Regions from separate parts of the Ovis aries genome. Here region 2 is linked to region 1. A link is a contact called in public Hi-C data. All regions are on one chromosome and are shown on one strand. The core of a region is the stretch at or near the end of the contact, and the rest is flanking DNA. Distances in the headings are between cores, read along the strand shown. Region 1 holds the start of SFMBT1 (Scm like with four mbt domains 1). Region 2 holds the start of SPCS1 (signal peptidase complex subunit 1).

Evidence for each region. A called contact is a pair of places that touch in the nucleus more often than the background predicts.
Region 2: a Hi-C map of skin fibroblasts shows a contact between it and region 1, with 2.4 times the contacts expected there. The contact joins the promoter of SPCS1 here to the promoter of SFMBT1 in region 1. A contact is called at or near these places in 10 of 16 Hi-C or Micro-C datasets (blood, liver, mesenteric adipose tissue and 5 more).

The regions. Positions count from the first base shown.
Region 1 is chr19:47,968,418-47,973,431 of ARS-UI_Ramb_v3.0, forward strand. SFMBT1 (Scm like with four mbt domains 1) reads left to right here and starts at 2,740. Exons shown (of 20, transcript XM_060402481.1): 1 at 2,740-3,041.
Region 2 is chr19:48,246,337-48,251,160 of ARS-UI_Ramb_v3.0, forward strand. It overlaps SPCS1 (signal peptidase complex subunit 1), which reads right to left and starts at 1,777. Exons shown (of 4, transcript XM_027958311.2): 1 at 1,627-1,777; 2 at 1,218-1,277; 3 at 1,053-1,139; 4 at 122-612. The coding sequence starts at 1,662. The coding sequence ends at 487. GLT8D1 (glycosyltransferase 8 domain containing 1) reads left to right here and starts at 1,849. Exons shown (of 10, transcript XM_060402502.1): 1 at 1,849-2,098.

The sequences.
Region 1 (5,014 bases), core at 1,490-3,989:
GCTTTTGAGTAGTGGTGTGCCATGATCAGAAGTCAGTTTCCTCCATGCTCCTCTGGCACTGCCTCTGTGAAAAACTACCATCCAAATTTCCAAGCAGCAGAGGGGTTGAGGAGCTGGCCCACCTAGTTTGTGTTCTAGCTATGCCTCTCACTGAGTGATCTGGACGCTCCCAGTTTGTTCTTTGTCCTTAAGAGAATGCCACGACCTATGCTGGGGGATGTTGCAAGGAGTAAAAATTTCCTGTATGTGCACACATGCCCACACCTACACAGGGCCCTGCACAAGCCAGGCTTTTTTTTTTTTTTAATTTCATTTATTCATTTTTGGCTGCCCTGGGTCTTTGTCGCTGCTTGTGGACTTTATCTAGTGGCGGAAGGCTCAGCATTTGTGGCGCGGGGGCTCAGCTGCTGCAGTGGCATGTGCGCTTTTCCCGGGCCAGGGATGGAACTTGTGTCCCTTGCATTGGCAGGAGGACTCTTAACTACCAGACCACCAGGGAAGTCCCAAGTCAGACTCCTAAATGCTGTTCCTTGTGGCTCTCTGCTCTTCCTGTTCTTCAGGGGTCATGAAGGTGAGCAGCAGAGAGAGGCTGGAGTCAATGAGGAAACTCACTTCTCAGTTTTAAAATATCTGGATAAATGGAAAGATAGCACATGTCCTGGTTGGGAAAATGAAATATTAAGACATATTTGATCTGTTCAAATGAATTCATAGGTTTAATGTAACCCTATGCAAAATCTCAATTTTTTGCAAATATCAGTAACAGCTGATATTTACTGAGTATATATATGAATGTTATATATACATACATATTATATGTTACACACACACACACACACACACTATGTGCTAGGCATCATTTAGCTTATGTTACTTTTATTCCCATTTTATAGACCAAGACCCTAAGGCCTGGGAATCATAAGCAACTTGCCAAGGTCACAGTTCTGGTGAGTGTTGAAGCTGGATGATCCTCTCTCCAAAGTGAGCACTCTTAATTCCTGTATGATGATCCTAGAATGTGTATGGATTTATACTATTCTGTATATCAAGTGATAAGTCTGAATGAAAGAAGACCCTATGAGGGGGGATTCTAGCCCTGCCAGATGTGAGAACGTATTTTAAAGAGCCAGTATTTAACTCCACATGGTATTTCCTTAAACCAAAGTCTGTGAAAAGAAATGGAGAATTCAGAAATAGACCAACCAAAATCAAATGCGTAGCATTAACGTAGATTTTACTAGGCAAAGGATAAGGTAAGAATTATTTAATAAATGGTGATTGCGTGAAGAACTGGTGATGATGGTGGTTACTTAAAATCCGTATTTTACTCCCACACAGCAAAATAAACTTGCCATGGATAACCACCAAAGAATTAAAAATAAAATTTTAGAAAACTAGCAGAATGCAGACTATCAGATGAATGGAAGAAAGCTCACTTTGTCAGCACTGAAGCAATTGAAAAAATAAAATAAAAAAGGACCAGAATGGCAGATTGAATAAAACAAAAAAGAACAATGGACTGGGAAATATTTGAATCACTGATGATAGAGTAGTATCTGCAACATAAAAAATTCTTATTCAAAATTAGAAGAGGTTCGAGTCCCCAAAAGACAAATGGGTGTGAACAGATCATTTACAGAAAGGGAAATTTAGGTAGTAAATGCATGGGAAAACATTTTAAAGTCACCTAAGAAATACTGAAGTAACCTTGAACTACCAGTAGACACTGCTAAAATAGAGGAGCAAAGATGGCATCCAATACTTAGAAATGTGTATTGAACTCTTTATACTTGTTCTTGGCAGGTGCAGAATGAGTGGGGCTGCTGTTTGGAAAGCTCTGTGGCACTGTGGGCTAAGATAATCCTGCTGTTCCTTAACCTTCCACCTGGTTATTCAATTGCCAGGAGTTTGTCTAAGTGCTGAACTAAGAGATACATTAGCAAACAATAATCAGGGACCAAAATAGGCAATACTAGGAGACAGAGTGAATGGATGACGGTAACTGCACACATGAAAAATGAATGTGAACAAAACAAAAATGTTAAAAAAAATGTCAGTGATGGTAGCAAACACAAAAGAGGATGTGTGGTTGCAACTATGTAAAGACTTGCATATAGGCGGAAGGTTTCATGTTTGAAAAGTTGCATTTTGTAGTATTATGGATACTACTTTGCTACTTTTGCGTTTCTTCCTGTTGTCATATTGTCTCTTCAGTGGCATTGAAAAAAAAAAAATCTAGATTCAAATCTAGCCAGTGGCGTGACTTTGAGCAACACTGTCTGTGAAGTAGGGTAATATTTCCCAGCGCAGTGGCTGAGATCATTGGGAAGTGACTTGAGCCGCATTTGGCACCCCAGACCTCCTTCTTGCTGTGGGGGCGCCTCTTCCTTCCTGAAAGACAGGAATCATCAGAGCCCTGTCAGAGACCTCCTCCCAGGGCCCGGGAATCCGGGCACTCCAGGGTTTCCGTGGTGCAGGGACTCCCTTCTGCAGGGAACTCTACAAAGCAGGTGGGGATCCGGGTGTCTCACTGCCACCTGCCCTCGCTGGGGAAGGGGCGAGCTCGGGGAACACAATCGCCTGTCGGCACCTCGGGTTTCGGGGCCGGCTTGTAGCCACCTCCGACCTTCTGTCCCAGCCCGGAGCCCCCTGCTCTCCCGCCGGAATTCGACAGCCGTCTTGTGCCCCCTCGCTGGGGCCCCGAGCGACAGGAAAACTAGGATTTACAGGGTGCCTCCTGCGGAAGCCGGGAGACACCCGGTGCGCCGGGGGCCCAGGGTCTGACTTTGCAGACAGGGGGCACTTGGGTGCTTTCCAGATCTCACGGGAAGGTCCTCGACGTGGGCCTGGCGGACGGACGCAGCCCTCTCCCGCGGCGACACGCGCCGATCTGGCATCCAGTTGTCGCTCTGTCCGTTCCTCCGCTAATGCCATCTTGCCGGAGGCTGTCACGTGCGGACAACAGCATCGCGCTTCACCTCGGACGCCAAAAACGACACCAGGACGCCACCAAGTTCCCTGGACTCCATCCTCAACCCGAGGTGAGGCGCAGGAGACCTTCCCTCGTGGGTCGGAGCAGGGACTCGGTGGGCGCTGGGTCCCTGGGCGCGTCTTCCCGTCGGGGCCAGTCCGCTCCAGCCTGCAACGCCGTCGGATTTGGGGGGCGCAGCAGTTAGCTCTGCGCCACGGCCTCGAGGTGTCAGCTGTAAGTTGTGGGCTGGGGGCACGAGGGGCCGGGGCGGCTGCCGGCGGGGGTCCCGGAGGACCCTCGTCCGCTGCCGCCTCGTCTCCCGTACTGACCCAGCTGAGCCGGAAGACAAGCGAGCTAGCTCGGAGAGGCCCGGCAGGGGGGCGCCACGCGCGCCGCGCGAGGGGCGCGGGCTGCCGGGAGGAGCGCGGAATGAGGGGGGGGGGCGCGGGCGCATGCGCCCTGCGCCCGTGCCATATTGGAATGAGTCGGAGCGCGGAGCGCCGCCGCCGCCGCCGCCTCCGCCGGAGCGCGGGTGGAGGGGGGCGGGGAGAGCTGCCGGCCGCCCCGCTCCGCGGAGCCCAGCAGGAAGGAGGGCGCGAGCGGGCGAGCGCGGGCGGCGCTAGCGGAAAAAGCTTCCGCGCGGGGGGAAGAAAAGAAGGAAAGAAAGAAAGAAAACGAGCGCGAGAAGGGAAAAGCGAGCGATTGAGCGAGGGCGCGCGCGAAAACTCCCGGCAGGTAAAAAAGCGGGGCCGCCGGCTGGGCCTTCCCGCGCGGCGGCCTGAAGGGGCGGCGGCAGCGCCGGGGCGGTGGACCGCGCGGCGGCCCCCTCGAGGCGGCCGCGCAACTTTGCCAACGAAAATCCACCGGGAGCCGGAGGGCGGCGGGCGCGCGGGCTGAGGCGCCAACGGGCGGCGGCGGCACGTTGGGGGCGGGGGCGGGGCGGGGGGGGGGAAGCGCGGCGCCCGCGCGCGGCCTCGCGCGGCCCCGCGCGCCGGCCGGCCGGGCGGTAGGAGCGCGCCTGGGTGTCTCGCTGAGGCGGCGGCGGCCGGCAGTCCCGGGCGGACTCGCGCGGCGCGCGGCAACCCCAGGGCGTGAAAGGAAAGTGGCCGGGCGGCGGTACTGCGGGCGCCCAAGTTCCCCGGCGCGCTGGGCCCTTGGCGCGCCCCTCCCCGCGCGTCCCGCGCTCCCGCCCGCCGAGCCCCCGCGGACCCGCCCCCCGGGCTCGCTCCGGGCCCGGGGCGCGAACCCGCAGCAGGACCCGGGGGCGCGCCGCCCGCGCGGCGATCTGAACTTCGCTGGGCCGAAGCGGCCGCGGCGCGATGGCTGAGCGTCTAGCGGCCGCCGCAACCGGTTGCTTCGGGCCAGCGTATCGGAGTGCGCCGGGCCTCCCCAGCGCCGATCGAGCTGGCCGTGGGCTCGCCGGGAACCCGCTGCCCGACCCCAGGCGGACCTGCCGCTCCAGAGGTCCTTGACCGTTTCGATTTCTGTTCTTAAAGTCTCGTTTTGGACCCTGAAAAGGAGACTGGAGAGGCGAGCCGAGTGTCCTGAGAAGGCAGGCCTGCTTTGTGGGGAGCAGAAACGCCTTGTGAGAACGGAGATACATTCCCGCGGAAAGGATGTATGTTAAGTTTTTCACAAAATGTCAGCTGCTCACTGGGGTCTAAAACTGAACCGTAAAGGACAGGTCACCTGCTCATCTTGTTATACACCGGCAGTGGGGTAGGACACCCTTGCGAAGGCTTTTTATTTAGTGGGGGATATTCCTAGCGGGTCTCTCAAAGCCATGCGGGTGGACTGCCCCGAGCGAGGTTTCGTGAGCCCTACTTAGTCCTGAGAACCAAGAAACCATCAAAAAGATTGGAAAGGTAGTAAGATACATTTTATCAATCCCTGCAATGCCGTCTTCTCAGGGACCACATTTTTAAGATGTCACACTTGATTGCATCACAAGTAAAATGCCTGAAAACGTACTTGTTCGTTTGTCGACTGTCTTGAGATGAGGAAGGAAGATGAGTGTACTCTTGAGTACACTTTGGGGCCTGT
Region 2 (4,824 bases), core at 527-3,026, 280 kb after region 1:
ACCTTGTAGCTTCAGAAGATAGAAGTGGTTCTTGCTGACACTTTCAGAACCATGAACTTCTAACTTTGGCTTTTACTCGTAGTCATGTTTGCAGAACAATGAACAAAAGACTCTATAGACATTGAATTGCACTGAGTTTTAATTGAAAACATTAAAACAGCCTGACTACCCATAATGAATTATAAAACCTGATAGTTAAATTGTACTGTCATTTATGAAGCTTTTACTCATTATTTTGTAGGCCTGAAAGAAACTTTGCATACTTCTGTTTTCTGTTCTCCATTTCAGAGGAAGATTGTGAGGAGAAGGTCTAAAATATTTATAAAGCAAAACCCAAAAGAGAAATGAAATATGGAGAAAACAAAATCTATACACAGCTGAGCATAGGTGGTTTTTAGCTTATGTTTTATGTATGAAAACAGTTTAGCTCATGTCACACAAAACAAAAGCAGGTACAACAGTAAAGCTGAATCATGAAAACCCCAATCAATTATTTTTAGCATGTCTCTTAACTTTTCGCTCCCCTGGTTTCTTGTCTTCTGTGCTTGAGTCTTGAACAGGTAACCACTTGAGGGGGTGCCGGCGATAAATGGGCCATGGAGGAAGTGTCAGCTGGGTCAGAACAGAAAATCAATCAATTATGGCCATTAGAAGCTTGAAAGAGTATTATGTATTATGTCTGTTTCCCAAATGACTCCTTTGCTACAGGTAAAAACAAGGAAACCGACATTCCTATGAAAACTCTGCGCCATCACCCAGACAAGATACTTGAAGTAGGAACAAGCCTCATTGTTTACACATGGCTTTAAGAGCTAAAAGAAAGGTGAGGAGGGAGCAATGTGAAGACAATAAGGTCTTAAGTTCTAGCTTTGACCTTTAAGATTACTGCTTGGAGCAACTGCCAAAAGAAATAAGCTTTATGCAACTTAACCTCATCTGATGCTATCTGGCATTGAAACGTTGTGCACTGATTCTCAGTACTGCATCCAAACAAAATAACCCAATTCAGAAAACCTAACTTGCCACTAACATCCAAGCCATAAATATCTTACCAAACACGAAAAAGCAAATCCAGCCATAACTATATAGACAGTCCACCCGAACTGTTCAGCCAGGTACCCGTAGATAAATCCAACTATCTAAAGACAAAGAAAGTATATTAAACACAGTCAAGCTGGGGGTGAGGGTGGAAAAGATTATGTAAAACCAATACTTACTGCAGAAAAAAGAATAATTCCCTGAAACATCTGTTCAGCTAGCTTCTGGCCCTTGTAATCCTAGAGGTGAAGAAGAGCAAAGCAGGAGTTGGTTCCACCACCGAAGAGATACATTACTGCAAGGGCCTCACAGCTTTGGCACCAGGGCATTCCCAACATATGGGGCTCCCCCAACATATAGGGCTCCAAGAACCTAAGCAAGGAATGACATTCTGGGTTTCCCGGGGGAACCGAAGCATCCTCACGGAGCCCAGGGAGGGGCACCCTTGGGGGGAAGAGAAAAGGGCACCAGGTAGGTACAACTCGGTACCCGAGCCGCACGGAGTAGGTCTCGGACAAAGGTTGCGGAGCTGCCAGGCTTGCGAGCGGCGTGCAGGGATCATAGGGCCCAGGCGCGCAGCGGCCTCACCATTTGCGTGGGCAGTGAGCTCAGATGCTCCAACATGTCTGGTTCTGAAGGCGGGCGGCAGAGCGAGGGCAGCCGGGACTTAGGGACTCTAGGGCCCGGGGTCAGCTTCTTCTGACGAGTCCAGTTCCGCGGGCCTGCAGAGTCGAGGGTTGCGATGGCCGCGGCCCCGGAAGCGGATGTCTCCCACGGACCCGGTCGGCCCGAGGCCCCTCCCCGTGCCCCAGCTAGGCGACTTGTGCTTTCGCAGCTGGCCGTCGGCCGGCGCCCTCTCCGCTGGGGCTGAGATGCTGACGGCGGTAGCCGAGTCGAGGCATCACGCGCCCGTGAAGGGCTCGCCGTCAGCGCTCTTGGGTGCTGGGAGCGGCTGTCCCGGTCCCCCAAACTGTCCTCGGCTGGGCGGGCGCTGCTGAACTGCGGCCTGCGCGCGCCCCGTCTCCATGGCGACGGACTTCTCCCGGCGAGGACCCCACCGGTGGGGCTGCCCGGCGGCGCCTGCTCCGTGCGATGCCCTCGGGGTCCGAGCGGCCGACGGGCAGGGGTCTGTGGGGCTGCGCGGCGGCCGCGAAGCTAGCGGGCGGGCGGGCTTGGTCCGCAGTGCAGGCGACTCGGGCGGTCCGGCGGCTGGCTGGGCCCCGGGGCCTGCGGCAGGGGCGCTGAGCTGGCGGGGCGGGCCGGGGTGCGGGCAGCGGCTCCTCCTCCTCCGCGGACTGCAGGTAAGGGTTGCCGCGGGCAGCGTCCGAGGGGAACGGCTGGCCGGAACCCCAACCCGGGGTCTCGGAGCCTGGGCGGGGAGCCCGCCGAGCGTGTGCTCTGTGGAACACCAGAATTTAGAGGGGCACTACCCCAGAACGCTTCGTCCAGAGAAAGGGTATCCTGTCGGGGAGGGGTTCTCGCCGGCCCCTTCGCACCAGTGTGGGCAGCTCCCGCCCGCTGAGCCTCCAGGCTGCTCGGCGGCTGCTCTGGCCCCTTCACAGACTCAGACCGGCGAGGATTCGCACAGCCTCTCTCTCTCTCTCTCTCCCCCCCCCTCCTCTCTCTCTCTCTCTGCTGGTGTCTCTCTCAAAAGCTGAGGCCCTCCTCCTTTACTCTGAGGAAGGTGGAAGACTCACGTTCCAGAGAGAAACTGTTGTGGGAAACCTGGGCCGGGGGCGTCCCCACTGGTTCGCTGGCCTCTGTGCTGTGTTGCGCGCCAGAGTCACTCACAGACGCTGGGATTCTGGGCACTCCAGGGGCAGGTTGATGTGTGTGGTTGCTGCCCTCATTCATTAATCCGCAAATACACCCCGCAGCTTTTGTGTGTGTGTGTGTGTGTGTGTGTGCGCGCACGATACGGCCCTGACCAACGGGCCCTTGCCTTCCTGGAGCCCAGAATGTGTCAAGGGCGACAGCCATGTAACCCCAGAAGAATAAACCGGATTACTCGAGGGGTAGCGAAGCCCTGGATATTTGAGAACTCAGGGGAGATGCAACTGAATGCGGGATTTGAGGGAGGCTCCTTTAACTGCTGAAAGCCAAGTAGTAGCCAGATGAAGAGGTAGAGAAAGGGGATATACACCCTTAATACCTTTTCCACCTTTCAGTCTGGTGGAGACTAAGCCCTTTCCCTTGTATGTAGCCATAGACATATCACTCTGTTTATCCTTCTTTAAACGCACTTTACAGGGTAGCAGTTGCTGTAGATACTTTATGGTATTTGATCTATAAAGACAATTATGGGAAAAGGAGACTGCTTTTGTCAGATTTGATTTCAGAGAGATCTCCATTGGAATTTGTTTCCATGATTATTTTTAAAGATGATGTTCCCTTTCAGGGCTGAGAACCAGCCTTGCTCCTTGATTAACAAGATCATTCAACAAGTATCACATATCTACTATCGTTTGCCAGACGTGGTTTTAGATGGCAAGGATACACCAGTATACACTTTTCCCTGGAGTACACTGTTCTCAAAGAGCAGGGAAGACAGAATGAAGAAACAAATCAAATACATGAGATAATGTCAAAATTGAAGAGGAGGGTGGTAAGCTTTATTGATGGTCTCTGAGGGGATGGGTAAGAGGACCAAAAGGTGACCCTGGTCTTCTGTAGTCTCAACAAAGCCAGTTTGAATGGAAAAAATAGGGCTAGAAGTCTGGTTGAAGGAGGCTAAAGAGAGGACAGGAGGAAAGATACTGGAGCTGGAGGCTTTCGATCCTTTCAAGCTTTTTGTGTGAGAGGGAGCAGAGAAATGGGTCTGTGGGTCTACTGGGATTTGAGGAGTGATGTCTTTTTTAGTTTTTAATTAACTGAAAGGTACCAGAGCATGATAATATGCTGCTGAGAGTGTGTTCCAGCAGAGAGGGAAAGAGTTTGCTGTTGCTGCACCAAAGAATCAATTGTAGGATAGTTTGCAGAGTGTGAGTCGAATGGCCTTCCATGGGAGTATATAGCAACAGGAGGGAAAGCAGAAGATTCCGCTGAGAATGTGGGTACTAGGACATGTAGCCCCAAGTTGAAAAACATCAAGTGTTCCTTCCCCCTAAGGTTTCCTCACCCATATTTCTGGGAACAGCTGCCGTATCATTTGTAAACAAAATATTAATTTTCATAGTGGACAAGTGAATATCACTCATCAAGTTTTACACAGTTGTGTACTCTAGCAGAAATATAGTCAGTATTTTTGCACATCCTGCATGTACATGCAGTTTGGCTTTGAGAATTCTTTCTACCCAGATCAGTGAATTCCATTACCAGGAATTGCACCAGGAAAGGAATTATGGATCAGACACACTCCATCATAATCGGCATTTTGCATGTAGATAACCATGGAAGAGTTTTTGGAGCAAATGGTTTCTGCCATGCAAATCTACTTAAGTTCATCAAATACCTGCTAGGATTGTCTTTTCTTCTGTCTGGCCAGTTGCAATAGCACAAATACTCGTGCCTCTTGATCAGGATACTACCTGTAAGTAATTGTTGCTGGACATTGTTGAGCTAAACCATTGTCCTTTATACTATTCATTAAATGAGATTCATTAAAGTGAGATTGTTTTCTTCAGTCTTGATGGAAATTGGCTCCAAGCAGGCAGACAAAAGAACTGTCTGAGGAGCCCCCAGTCTCCCACCTTCTATAGGTCAGTCTCAGTCCTCAAGAGGAGATAAAGACACATAGCTCAGGGTATATAATGATATATATTCTTTAGAGAGGAAAGCTGTTGACAT